Regions from separate parts of the Rattus norvegicus genome. Here all the other regions are linked to region 1. A link is a contact called in public Hi-C data. All regions are on one chromosome and are shown on one strand. The core of a region is the stretch at or near the end of the contact, and the rest is flanking DNA. Distances in the headings are between cores, read along the strand shown. Region 1 has its middle 54 kb from the start of Bcor. Region 2 overlaps LOC134484123 (a long non-coding RNA gene). Region 3 has its middle 23 kb from the start of Rpl37al2.

Region 1 (4,526 bases), core at 849-3,348:
CTTGGGAGAGCTGCACCTACAGAGCCCACAGAGTGTTCTTTTTTCCCTAGAGCTGCCTGGTACATCAGCTCAGAGTACAAGCAATTTTGTGGTATTTGGGTGGCCTAGACCCCAAAGTGTGGGAGGCTCAAGGGATTTGCATACCAAGTTCCAAATTGTGGTGTTAACTAGAGTAAGAGACCCAGTAAGATAGAGAAAATGATTTTCCTGCCATCACTGCCTGCTCCTTTGTAATGTTTTCCTGTTAGGAACCAAAGCTAGTGGAGTTGTTCTTGGAGGACCTCTGGACTGCTATTTCCTGGTGCAAGGCTGTCTGCCAGGAGGTTCCCTGGTTTAGCACCAGGAGCCTCGAATCCGGCGGGAATCCTCACACTTCCACCAAGAGTCCCAGTCTCTTTCTCTGTCTCTCTGTCTCTGTCTCTCTGTCTCTCTCTCTGTCTCTCTCTGTCTCTGTCTCTCTCTCTCTCTCTCTCTCTCTCTCTCTCTCTCTCTCTCTCTCTCTCTCACACACACACACACACACACACACACACACACACACACACACACACCAAACAAAAACCACCACTCCCAGAACTGTTGAAGTGAATGCGAAGTCTGACGCCAGGGTCAGTGGAGGGACTGTCCCCATCACCAACAAGTTGCTGGCCTTGATAACAGCTGTGGGAGGGGGAAGGGAGCCGCAGGCAGCCACGACTGAACGGTTGCGATCTAGAAAATTCAACAAGAGGCCGCCACAGTGGCGGCGGCTCCAATTAGCTGAGCCAACAGGGAAGGCAGAGAGCTAGGCAGCGGCCCTGCCGATCACGCCCCGGGCGAGCAGGCAGGAGGGGGCGCGGGGCCTCGGAGCTGCTCGCCCCGGCCGCCCTCGCTCGGCCCCTCCCGCGGGTTCTCGGAGCGCGCCTGGTGTTTACATACTGTCCTTCCGACACGGGATCAAGTTTCAGGCCGCGCTAGAGGCGCCTGGAGCGGGCCACAGGCCGGGGAGAAGGGAAGAGCTGGAGCGGGATCTAAGGCCGAGCTGTACCGCCGAGAAGGCCGGGGCGCTCGTAGTCACAGTTAGCGTAGCCCTCCCTCTTTGCTTGGGGTGAGATGTCTATCGCGTAGGGTAGCAAAGACAGGTGGAGCTGCGGAGCGCTGTCCAGAGGGAGAGGCACCTCTGAGTCGTCAGTGGAGTCCAGGGTGCACCCCGAACTGGGGGATAGGGTGGGGTGGGGGTAGGCTGTCTGAGGGGAACCCAAGGACTGCTTTGAATCCCCCTGTGATCGCTTCACTCCTCCCCTAAACTCCTTTGATAGACTACCGGATCCAGACTGTTGTTATGGTTGTGGTGGTGGTGGTGGTGGTGGTGGTGGTGGGGTGTCTATGGACTGCAAAAACTCAAAATTCGAAGCGACCACTCGTCTTTCCTTGCCCACACTGGCCCCAGCGCTGCGGAAAGCCTCGGGCGAAGTGCCCGAGGGCCTGGCAGCCCGAGGGTGCCCGGCGCTGTCAAGTGTGGGCAAGTGATCTCCAGCTGCAGACACACTGTAAACATCCGCGTGTGAGCCCTCCTAGCTCAGGGTGAGAACCTAACCCAAACACAAGTGTCCTCTCGGGCTTCCCGAGAGATTTCTGTGGCAGGAACTGAGGACAGAAAGCCCCCCACCCTCACACCAGGACACCTGCATTCAAAAAAGAGTGCTCTGAACCTGCACAGGCGCCAGGTGCTGCTAGGAGGGGATACTCAGCCTGCCCCCCTACCCGCTGAATACTTGCTTTGTTCCGGGAAACCCGGGAAGCATTAGGCTGCTAACCCCCAGGGAAACACAAAACTTTTCGAATCTCAGAAAGGGCGGTTGAATGCATTTCGAAGTTCCCAGATCGGTCAAGGAAGGGAAAAGCAGATGGAGGGAGGAGATCGGGAGACTTCCGAGAGAGGCCAACAGACAGTGTGGGAGGAAAACCGCTCAGGGTGACCAGGCCGGAGTCTCGGGAACTCAACTCGGCGTGCTGGTGCTTCGCGAGTTCCAGCGAACAGCCGGCTAGGCCAAGTGGTGCCTGCCCAGCCGGCGGCCGCGCCAGCTTCCTGCCCTGCCCAGGACCGCAGAGCAGTCAGGGACGCCACCTCTGGCTGGCTTGGTATCGCAGGAGGATGAGGGTGTACAAATAAACCCCGAATCTCTCTCTCTGCACAGCGCCCCACCCCCATCTTCCGCAACACAGTGGATCCAGGCCAATCGGTGGGTCATTCATTTTGGGTTTTCAACCTGGGGTGAAAGGGAAAGGTTCAGTGAGCTAGCCATTACGGTTGGGTCAGTCTGAGATATCTTAGGTCTCATTCGTTGACTGCCTGGCCCCTCAACTCCCACTCCACCCAACCCCATCCCTATCTCCACCTAGCTGAGGGTACCACTAGCTTAGCGATATAAGGGATACAGGCAAAAAGACGAATGGAGGTAAATTTGCCACCTTTCTCCTGACTGCCACCTCTCACTTAGCCTTCCCAGCATTCAAGGAAAGGGAGGGCACCTAGGCTCTGTCCCATCCCCCGTGGGACGCTCCCCTCTGCCTCTCGGAAGCTCAGACTGCGAACGAGGGTTTTCCCCCTTCCCCGTGGGCTCGCAAGGTTTTTAACTTCCTCTAAACCTCCCTCCTCGCTCTGAAAAGCCCCGAGGAGAAGAGCAGAGAGGAAGCAAGCCGCTAGTGTGCTAAATGAAGACCATGTGTGAGGGTGGCGGCATCAGAGTGCCGCGGCCGAGGAAGGGGGTGGTGAAGGCCGGTGTGCGGCCCACGGCTGGCTCCAGGTTGAGGCAGCTAGCGACTGGCCACGGATAAGTGTGAGTGTGTGTGTGTGTGTGTGTGTGTGTGTGTGTGTGTGTGTGAGAGAGAGAGAGAGAGAGAGTGTGAGAGTGTGTGTGTGTGTGTGTGTGTGTGTGTGTGTGTGTGTGTGTGTGTGTGTGTGTGTGTGCGCGCGCGCTTGGTGGACAGGAGCTGCCGCGCCGCTGGGGGCGGGGGCGGGGGCGGAGCCCTGACTTCCTGGGCCACAGCTGCGACCCAGGGCGCAAGAGCAATCGTGCTCAGCGGCGGCGGTGGCTCGGGCCCGCCACGCTCGCAGCTGAAAATCAACAAAGGGAGGCGGCAGGCGAGCGGGGGAGGGGCGCGGCTGAACGCTCGCTGGCTGCTGTGGAATAATAAAAAATAATTAATAATGATAATAAGAGAAAAAAATTCGCCGGCTTTCTGGGCACTAGGTTTCCGTGGGACTGCTGCGGGAGGCGCGCTGTCCTTGACGCGGCCTCTCTCGCCTGGTCTGCCTGCCCCTCCCCCTCCCTCGCCCCCTCCCCTTCCTGGGAACCGGGAAGAGAAAGGTCTGCAGCTGACAAATATTATCCATTCTCCCCATCGATCGCGGAGTGTACAGATGTGAGCGCTTGATGTGCCCGCGGAGCGGCGGATCCTCCCTGCTCTCTCGCCGCCCCCCTCCTCCCCCTTTGTTCTCCTCCCCTTTCCCTCTCTTTAAATAGATTTCAGGGCGCTGCCTGTTGGAGAGCAGCTGGCGATCTCTCCAGAGAGAGAGAGAGAGAGAGAGAGAGAGAGAGAGAGAGAGAGAGAGAGAGAGAGAGAGAGAGAGAGAAGCGCGAGGTGCCCTGTCACCACCCTCCCCTCCCCCACCTGCCCTTCCCGCTGCGAGCCCACCTCCCCTTTTTCCAGTTTCCAAAACAGAAAACACCAGGAACACCCACGTCCACTGCATCGCGAACCTCGAAGCTTTTGGACGCTTTGCGCTGTCCCTGCGCTGTCCCTTGTTTCTGTGAGGAAAGGAGGAAAGCGCAGGGAGGTTACATAGCGCCATGGCAGAAGATCCAAGGGTCGAGATCTTTCCTCGGCAGCAGCAGGGACAGTGCCGGGTTACGCTGAGAGGGTACAGTTTACCCGTTAGGGATAGTCGGACAAGGCAGCCCCTTTATTCCCCTTTTGCAAATGGCAGATTAAGCCCTCAGCGCTCGGCTTCAAAGGGCCCCGGCCGCTCCGCAAAGGGTTAACCCTTCGGCCCATAATCGCAGACACGCACTCACACTCACACGCGCGCACGGTGCGCCCTCCCCGCTCGCCGGAGAGCTGGCCACGGCCCGCAGTGCACCCGAAGCTGGGGGAGTAGCTTGGGGGAGGGGCGGGCTTAACCAGGCCGCTCGAGTGAGCCGGGGCCACCTCGCCGTCTGTCACTTAAATGATTGTCCTCCGCTCCGCTCAGTGCGGTCAGTACGGGCTGTTAACAGGCAGTTGCAATCAGTTTCCGAAAGGTCAGCCAAGGTCCTCCCGCTCTCGCAGACGGAAGGCATTACGAAACCGCTTTTGTATCTGCAGTCACTTTAGAAAACGAAGCAAGGAGGGGCTTCACCCCAGCGCCTCCGCTGCTAGGAGCCCTGAGAGGGTCGTGGGCGTCAGGGAGAGGGAGCCTGCGCCCCCGCGGACTGGGCTGGGCACGGAGGAAATCACCGGCCAAGTGACCTAGGCCCTTCGTGTTCCGATGGGGAAGCGGAAGG
Region 2 (4,526 bases), core at 562-3,061, 190 kb after region 1:
TACCTTGAGGTAAGCAGCCATGATTTCCTTGCACAGGTATTCCTGAGTTTATAATGGAGCTACATTGAGGTAACGCCAACCTAAATTGAAAATAGTCCAAGTTAAAAGTTTAGTGCAGGGGCTGGTGAGATGGCTCAGCAGTTAAGAGGACTGGCTGCTCTTCTTCAGAGGATCTAGGTTCAATTCCCAGCATCCCCACAGCAACTCTAACTGCCTGTAGCTACAATTCCAGGGGATCTGGCACCTTCAAAGACACATGGAGGCAAAACACCAATGCACATAAAATAAATCTTTTTTTAAAAAAGTTCAGTTGCTTGACTAACATGATCAAAGTCCTGAGTTTGAGTCCCAGCACTGTATAAATGAGGCATGGAGTCATGTTTTAATCTCAACAATTGGGAGGTAGGAGCTGGAGGATCAGAAGTTCGAGGCTGGCTACTGCTCTAGTTGGTTTTCTGTTGCTGTGATAGACACAATGATCAAAAGCAACCTGTGGAGAAAGGAGTTCATTTAATTGTCCAGTTGATCATCTGTAATGAAGGGAAGTCAGTGCAGGAACCCGGAAGTATGGACCAAAGCTGAACTCATGTAGAAACACTGCCTACTGTCTTGTTCCCCACAGTTTACTCAGCTCCCGTCATATATAACCAAGGATCATCTGTCCAGGTGTCTAGGTGGCATTGCCAATAGTGGATCGGGCTCTCTCACATCAATCACCAATTAAGAAAATGACCCCACAGACTGGTTACCAGCCAATCTTCATGGAGGTCTCTTTTCAGTTGTGGTTTCATCTTTTCAGATGATTCTAGCTTGTGCCTTGTTGACAAAATCTAACTAGTACACTTACACAGTTAGTTTAAGAGTCCGAGGCAAGCCTGCGATACACCAGATCTTGTCTCATAACAACAAAAATAACACTGACAAACCATCTTACCTACGGCCTATTCTAGCTCAGCCCACCCTGTCCTAACACATTAGCCTAGAGCTGGGCAAAATCCTTGTACAAAAAGCCTAGTCTATGAGAAACCATGGATGATCTTATGGACTTTCTTAAGGCAGAAAGTCCAAATTCAACAATTGAAGCTCACTGTAGCCATATATGCCTATAAACTAGTACTCCCATGGCAGGAAATTGTCAAGAGTTTGAGGCCAACCTAGGCTATATAATGAGACTTTGTCCTAAGAAAAACCCTAAGCCCCCTAGTTAGACATCTAAAGTACTATTTCTGCCGAGTGCATATAGCTTGTAATATTATTTTTAAAATTATGCACAAAGACTGTCTGCAGTTCAATCTCCAACCTCAAAAATGTTTCATAGATCTTAGCAGAAAGGCCGTAGGAGTGGATGGATGAATCATCGGGGCTCTGGCATTAATGCTTCGTCATCTCAGAGGTCTTATCACTTTGTCAGGACCTGGTGTTAAAGGCAGGTGACCCTGGGAGGGACTGTGTGCTGTGAGAAACAAAGATGACAGCTCTTTTGAAGGTCCAGGAAGGAATGTCAATGCTTAAGGGAAAGGCTTGGAGGTGACTCTTTAAGGAAAACCAGCAGGCCCTGAGCAGCTGGGGGACATGTCCTAGAGGAACAGGAACAGGAATGCAAGACTTTCTGGTGCCTTCCCCTGCATAGTTTTGATGATATCGCTCGCTGGGAGAAAGGCTCTGGCAGAAGAAAGAGCTCCAGGTAGTTCTTAGAACAAACTCTCATTCTTAAACTGAACTGCACCTGGCAGAGAATTGGGGCCCTGGAGCTAACTCCACCCTCAACAGTCATCACTAGCTAGGTTACTTCAGGCCAACAATTAACTGCCCTGTGCCTCACTTTCTGTAACCCAGGCCTGGATGATGACCTCAGAGGCCTGCCATGAAGATCATGTGAGTTAGGTGGAGTTAAAGGGCAAAAAAAAAAAAAAGAAAAGAAAAAGAGAAAAGAAAAAAAAAGTGATCCCTATTAAAGTTCACTAGGCCAAGCTTGTGTTCAGAACTCTTACTGTACCTACAGGGACCTCGGCAATGGGGTACAGGGGTGTCTTAGAGTGTGGAGACAAATTAGGTTCAAGTCTGAATGATCCACGGGGAAGTAGGCTTTACCGGCAGGAAGTGAGGTCGGAAAAGAACTAGGAGGTGGTTTCAGGCATAAGGGGGAATCTGGATACACAAAGTTAAAAGGATTCTTGCTAATGATGGTCCAGAGTAATCAGACAGCATTGGAGAAATGGTAAAAAATGAGAGTACCTTCTGATACTGAGGAATGTAAGATACCGAGGTTGGAAACCCCCCCGCCCCCCGTGTTAGGGATAGAGCCTGGGACCTGTGTGTCCTAGGCACTGCTTTGTGGTTATCTTACACTTCCAGACCAAAGGGTGGGGTGTTTCTCAGTCCATTTTATAAACAAGTACAGAGATAGGCTGAGGAGAAGGTTCAGGAGGCTGACTCCAGTTTGGTGAAGCCAAGAATCCTCTCTACCATTCCTCTGTGAGGTCTCCAGACCATCTGTTTCACCAAGGAACTCATTAGAAATACACATTTTCGGGCCGGAGAGGTGGCTCAGTGGTTAAGAGCACTGACTGCTCTTCCAGAGGTCCTGAGTTCAAATCCCAGCAACCACATGGTGGCTCACAACCATCTGTAATGGGATCTGTCGCCCTCTTCTGGTGTGTCTGAGGACAGCTACAGTGTACTCACATACATTAATTAAATAAATAAGGTCCCGAGCTCCGGTGTGACAACATGAAACTGCTCACCTACAATCTCCTCAGCTCGCATGTGCAGGGCGTGGGCACGAGTGGCTTCCCTCGGCCACCGAGGTCCGCATCAACCCTGTGGAGTTCAACCCCAAAGTGGAGTAGGCAGCGCTTGTGCAGGCAGCAGACACCACGGACACCTTAAACTTGGCCGAGGTACCCAAAGAACTGACTGAAGGCTATGAGCAGGACGAGATGTTTTTGAGGAAGATGCACTGCATGTTGCTTGAGGTTGATGTACTCGAGGACACCCTGCAAAGCCCAGAATCTGGTCATCTTTTCCCCATCAGCTGCGGGATCCCCAATATGCTATTGAATAATGAGGAGACTGAGATGTAACCTTGTTAGCTACCTTTTTGGTATTTTGTGATCATGTGTGTATCTGTTGTATGGTCTGTTAACTAGAAGTGTCATGTGTGACCCCAAACTCCCCCCAATGACTCACCGACCACCGTGTACTTGAGCTCCATAATATATAAACCAAAAGCGGAAAAAAATAAATCTTAAAAAAAAAAAAAAGAAATACACATTTTCAGGACTGGAGGTGTAGCTCAGTGGTAGAGCACTTGCCTACCACGATGTGCAAGACTCTGAGATCCTCCATAGTCCTGAGCAAAATTCCCACCATGGAACAAACTAACAAACAGCTACTAAAAGCCAAACTCCCAGGCTTGCTGTTTGCAAAGACCAGCTCTGTGACAAGCCTTCTATGGGGTTCTGACGCCAGCTCATGTGTGAGGAATGCTATTGCCACCTTAGCTCCCGGAAACAATCCTTTGGAAATAAATTTCTATCCCCTAGCCTGTTGAGGGGTCTCAGGACCACTCCGTGTAGATTCTCGGGAGAGTTTTAAATTCTTCTGAAGCACCGTCCCTTCCCACACCACTGACTTCCAAATCTCTGGGTGTGGTATGCAGACATCTGTACATTTCCCAACTGGCAAGACAGCATCCTCCGTAGCCTGCCACAGGCGCCTACACCAGGAATCCCAGGAGGGCTGGTGACAGCCAGCATTGTAGGTCTGAGGGTCCTGAGAATGTTTATTTGTAGCTAGCACTGGGGGATGTGGATGTGGTGAGTCTGTGTAGCACACTGTGGCATCAGTAGTGGTAGCGGGGGTTCCACTGGAGAAGGGAATTATGGGAGATGAGGGTACTCAGGGAGAAAGTATTGCTTCCTCCTTTCGCATCCAATTAAGTGCAGGATGGCTGGGCCTGAACTTTGCGTGTGCATCCATTGTTTTTATTACACTCCGACTGCACAGGAGGCAGAGGATGAGGTCATTTGACATTTGTGAGGAAGCTAAGCTGTGGCACAGGCCTCCCTCCGAGAGAGAGCAAGGATTATCTCCTTTCAGGAAAATGAATCAGTAGGAGCTTCCGGGACTAAGGTCCCCTGGGTGCCCCCATGGAACCTCCTCGTGGATTTCCCAGCCTTCCCTGGGATTCTGGCCAGGGGAAGAATGCTTGCCTAAAGGATTTTATCCCTCTTTCTCTAGCTCCCAAGCTACCCTAGTGTGGAGGTGGAGAGGGAACTAGGAGGTTCTGTGTGGGTTTTAGCTGCTTTAAATTCATTCGATCATCTGTGAGTGACTCTTCTTGCAACAAATGCGCTCGCATCCCAGCTCTCAGTTTTGTCGTTTTGCTGCGTGCTGCTGTTGAATAAGTATTTGTTTAGTTATAAGCAAACTTTGGGCTAGTTTTTCTTTGAGTTAAGGAAGATACAGCCTGTATTGTTCAGCTGTAGGTTACTATAAGAAAACACTTGGGACAATTAACTTAT
Region 3 (4,526 bases), core at 1,515-4,014, 130 kb before region 1:
TTACTGAGAGGCTGCCAAAAATCCGTCTTGACTGCAGGCTGGCAACTAGAGGCTCTCCAGCTGGAGCAGCCACAAGACTACTAACAGAACCAAAGGAGATCAAGGCCAGGGAACTCCGGAGGTCCAAACCATATGAAGAAGCTCTACAAACAGACTGACTTCAGATTTCTCACACTAAACTGATTGTTGGCCCTGTGACCTTCTATTGTCCTGCCCACTCTGAACTCTTGTCAAGTGGTCATGGGGATGTCTCACTTCCCTCCTGGTGTCCTGCATCTGTAAGAGAGTACTGTGGGAGGGTTGGCTCGCTGTGGGTCTCCCAGCACCCTCTTCTGCTCCATTCAGTTTTCTTACATATGATCTTACTGAGGAACACGGGAGACAATCAAGAACGGAATCCTTCGAGGCTGCTCCGGATCCTCAACCCCTTCTAAAGGCGGACGCTCACGGGGGAGAAAAGCTCTGCCCAGTTTCCATTCCCGCCTCCAGATTAACGAGCTGAAAACATGTGTACTGTAAATAAAGCCTGTCTAAATAAAGCACTCGGGTAAAGGCTGCCGAGAAAACACTCTGCATTGCTCTGTGCTCGGAGTGAGTCAGCTTCCCAGCCCCCACCCCCAAACAATGGAGACCTTGCCAAAGGTCCCCTTCTTTAGACCCCTGACTTTCCCCAAATCCATGTATGTGGTGGTGGTGGGGCGCCAGTACCCTGTGACTTTGGACCTTGAGAATGGGGAGGAGGAGGAGGAAGGTGTCCCCGGAGATCAAGGTTAGGATCCAGCCCTGAGATTAATGCCACCAGGAATCCCTCTGCCACCAGCTACAGAGGGCAAAGGGGCAATGCTGTCCCAGGCTAAAGAGGACCTTCACTTGTGTTTGCCCAACTCACCTCTCCTAAATCTCAGATGGAAAGAAGGTAGCCAACTACCTGAGTCACCTCCACTCCACTTCCGGCCTAGGCCCACATCCACACACCGTCTACCTGTGTGTTGAAGGCCAGGCCTCCTACTTAGACAGTGCGAGCATCAGAGCAGAGCAAACCTGCACTCGCTCGACGAAAAGCAGTCTTGGGACCCAGGGTGGCTTCCTTGCCCTGTCTTTTATGGCTGCTGCGTCTCTACCTCCTTAGGAAACGTAACAGCCTTAAAGATGAGGTGATATGAAGACCTTTGGCAAGGTGTTAACTGGTGCCCTGGCTACTGCTCTGGTATGAGCCAATGGTCCTAGTCCCCCAGCCCGATGACCTTGAGAAAGTCAGGAATCTACCCCAAAGGCTTGGGATTGCCCCACCCCTAGAGGCCAGCCCTTCATCTCAGCCTCTCAGGCTTTGGCCACCCAGCTTTGTCCTGCTAGGCTGCCTAAGGTACAGGGGGGTGAAAAAACACCAAAGGCTTCACTCGTACCCTTTGCACCCCGTTGCTCGCCCGGGGCCCCCGGCCAGTGCTCTAGCCGCCCGATGTTGCCAAATCCTCACTGGGCATGGTTGCGGGGTGAGGCTTTGGGAACATGGCTAGAGCTAGAGAAGATGAGGAAAACAAGTGAAACGGGAGGGGCGGGGTGGGGTGACGGCTCATAAATCAACCAGCTCCACCCCCAGGCCTCAAAGCTGAGGCGCCTCAGCCCGGCGGGGAAGAGGAGGGTCATTCGACCACTCCTGGACGACCTCTGAGCTTTCCCTGAGCCATCGCCCCACCCTGGGCTCAGGCCGCGTTAAGACCAGCTCCTGGCCCAGATCGTAAACCGCCCGCCGGATTCGGCGAGAAGCCGCCCTTGGACGCAGCGCTCATCCGCCCAAGGGGAAGTTTATTTATAGCTTGTAAAACGTAAAGGAAACCAGACTTCGCTAGCTTGCGGAGCCTGAGCGCCTTCGGTCCCCACCTGCCTACAAGAGGGCTCAGCAAGGGTTCTGGAAAGTGGGGTGGCTTCTAATCCTCCCCCTACTCTGCACCTAAAGACGGAACCTTCTGATGCTGCCAAGGCTTAAATTCCCTCTCAGTGTGCCTAAACGGGGAGCTTAATGCCACAGCGGGTGGAGGCCAGGGCCTGGGCCCTGCGTGGTTAGTGTAAAGAAGACTGAGCTGGCCCACTTGGCAGGCACGCACCAGCAGGCCAAGCAGCGCTGTGCGGGATTCCACAGCTTCCGCTCCCGACACGGGGAAGTCCCCGAGTGCCAGGAAGCCTTGGAGTGGGTGCTCCGGGAGCCTCTCCTTGGAAAGCAAGGATGCTGTCCCCGTTCCTTCTGCGCACGTGTCTTCAGCAGAGCAAGCAAGCGCTGTGCGCCTGGGGCTGCGATCCGCGGGTGACAGCGGTTGAGAGCGCGCCCTCTCCACTTCACACCCCCGCCGTCGCCTCCTCCCCAGGGGAAGTTCCTCGCTCCGGGGTGCGCTCGGGGCAGGAGCCAGAAAAACGAAAAGTGCCGAGAAGACGAGGACGAAAACCCTTAAAGAGCTCAACCGAGCTCTTCAAGATACCCGCGAGTCCCCATTACTCACAGCCCTGCCCCGGCAGCCCTTTCCAGTCACGCACTCAGTGCCTTGGCCAGGGAGGTAGATTGTGTGTGTGTGTGTGTGTGTGTGTGTGTGTGTGTGTGTGTGTGTGTGTGTGTGTGTGTGTGTGTGTGTGTGTGTGTGTGTGTGTGTGTACGCGCGCGCGCGCCCGATCGCCGGGACGGCAGTTGCGAAACAGGCTCTTGGCTGCAGCGCGGCATAATGGAGGTGGCTGGAACAATGCGCGCTTTGTGCGCGCGGGTTGTTTTCTACCCGCCTCACCCCCCTCGCTCGGGCCGTATGGCACTTTAATCCCTACCACGGCTAGGCACAAATGCACTTGTGTCCTGTGGGTCACTGGGGGCCGTGCGGCTGGAGCCGTCCCCACCCCTCCCCCGCGGTGCCCACGGCCCGCTGCCCGGTCTTCCTTCCTGCACCCACCTCCCCCCACCCCACCCCCGCGCGCCACCACTTCAATTCCCGGCGTGGGCTGCTCAGCCGGCTTGGAAGCTTCCGGGCCCGCCGGCCACTTTTATTTTCCAAGAAGACGGCCCTCCCCACCTCCTCGGCGAGCACGCGCGCGCGCACACACACGTGGAGCGCTGGCCTCACACTTGCCGCCCTCCCTCGCCTCGCCCCTCCCGCTCCCGCCCGGCGCTCGGGACTCCTGCGAACAATAGTAAATGTCAACAGATTCCGCGCGGCGAGTGTCTGACTCGGCCGAGATAAGAGTGCGCGGTTGGCCCTGAGCTCCGCGACACCGCGGGGGGAGGCCACCCTGACCCCAGCTGGAAAGAATCGGCTGTGATGAAGCCGGTGCCCGGGGATGGAGGACAGGAGGGGGAGAGCCCCAGCCTCGGCCAGGGTGGGAGAAGCTCCTGGACGCCAGGCCTTGCCCCACCCCCACCCCGCTTAACCCTGTGCTGCTAGGGCAGCCTAGGGGCCCGGTGAAAAGCCACGTGCTAGATGTCAGCCCACTGCTCGGATCTCAGAGGACGCAGGGAAAACGCAGATGTGGAGGTGAAGACTCGGACAGCTTTCCACCTACCGGGAGCCGGCGCCCGAAAGATGTAAAGGATCTCAGTCCTTGTCTCCTGAAACTCACTAAAATGTTTTTTGTTTTTTTTTTTTGAAGCTCACACAACACTTGCAGGTCCTCCCCCTCAATCGTCCCAACCCACCACCCGAGTTAAAAATTGATTCCCACGCGTTAGTATTAATGGGTTGTTCCTCTTAAATTGTTGCCAACTTTGCTAATGGATTATTATTTAAATTTCTTTTTTATAAAGTACGTGTTGTTTTATAGATGCGTATTTACTTAAAGAAATCAACTGCATCTATTAACATATTAAAGAGAGAATAAAGCACGGGGCCGGTGTAATGTACTGTTCAGCCTTACTTTGGGTGCTGCGAAGATAGGAAAATCTTATTTGTTTAATAATAAGTCACTCATGAATATGCAAATGACATCGTTGCAGTACCTCACTTCTGTCACTATTAATGAGTTGCAAATTAATGTGACAACAAAAGGAAAATCTATTTAGTGGAGGAACTCGGGTTCCTACCTGGGGAGATCACCAGCAGGCCTGGAACTTCCACAGTCTAGAAGGAAAGGACTGGGGATGGATGACACCTCACCAGCCTTTTCCTGAAGCTACCACTATTGTTCGGACCCCCGGACCTGCTTTGTCAGTCGCCCCTTAAAATTCCAGCTCCAGGCCAGGGGAAGAATGGTTGCTCCAGGGTAATTAGGGCCAAGTGTGATTAATGGAAATCAGCGCACAGTTTGGAATAAAGCAATTGGTGAACCAGATTGGGAAGAGAGGGAGGGGTCCTCTCTCCACCCAGTTTCAAGATTCACCCCACCCCACCCCCGAAGCCTCTACCGGCCTCTGTTGTTTGGGATGGGGACAAGTTAGGCCTCGGGGTGCTACTGACCACAGGTAGATCACAGGTACTAAGAGAGCACCCCACGCTCTTGTGCTTGGCTCTTGCGCTTGGTTTTTACAAGGCGACTTTGCTGACAGATTTAAGAGCAGA

What was found. A called contact is a pair of places that touch in the nucleus more often than the background predicts.
Region 2: a contact with region 1 is called in a Hi-C map of hepatocytes, with 2.4 times the contacts expected there. The contact joins two enhancer-like sites. A contact is called at or near these places in 2 of 12 Hi-C or Micro-C datasets (hepatocytes and liver).
Region 3: a Hi-C map of liver shows a contact between it and region 1, with 5 times the contacts expected there. The contact joins two enhancer-like sites. A contact is called at or near these places in 6 of 12 Hi-C or Micro-C datasets (hepatocytes, kidney, liver and 3 more).

What each region holds. Positions count from the first base shown.
Region 1 is chrX:13,304,538-13,309,063 of GRCr8, reverse strand. It overlaps a transcript of Bcor not described here. Among named protein-coding and RNA genes, the nearest start is that of Bcor, 54 kb to the left of the region's middle. Within about 2 kb of position 2,098, at least 30 of the 93 cell types and tissues checked have an H3K27ac peak or open chromatin away from gene starts, as enhancers often do. A contact at or near this core is called in hepatocytes and liver, where this site is marked.
Region 2 is chrX:13,114,111-13,118,636 of GRCr8, reverse strand. The region is part of intron 1 of LOC134484123 (a long non-coding RNA gene); the gene reads left to right. It also overlaps the pseudogene Trmt112-ps3. Among named protein-coding and RNA genes, the nearest start is that of Atp6ap2, 230 kb to the right of the region's middle. Within about 2 kb of position 1,811, at least 5 of the 93 cell types and tissues checked have an H3K27ac peak or open chromatin away from gene starts, as enhancers often do. A contact at or near this core is called in hepatocytes, where this site is marked.
Region 3 is chrX:13,436,494-13,441,019 of GRCr8, reverse strand. No RefSeq gene overlaps it. Among named protein-coding and RNA genes, the nearest start is that of Rpl37al2, 23 kb to the left of the region's middle. Within about 2 kb of position 2,764, at least 46 of the 93 cell types and tissues checked have an H3K27ac peak or open chromatin away from gene starts, as enhancers often do. A contact at or near this core is called in liver, where this site is marked.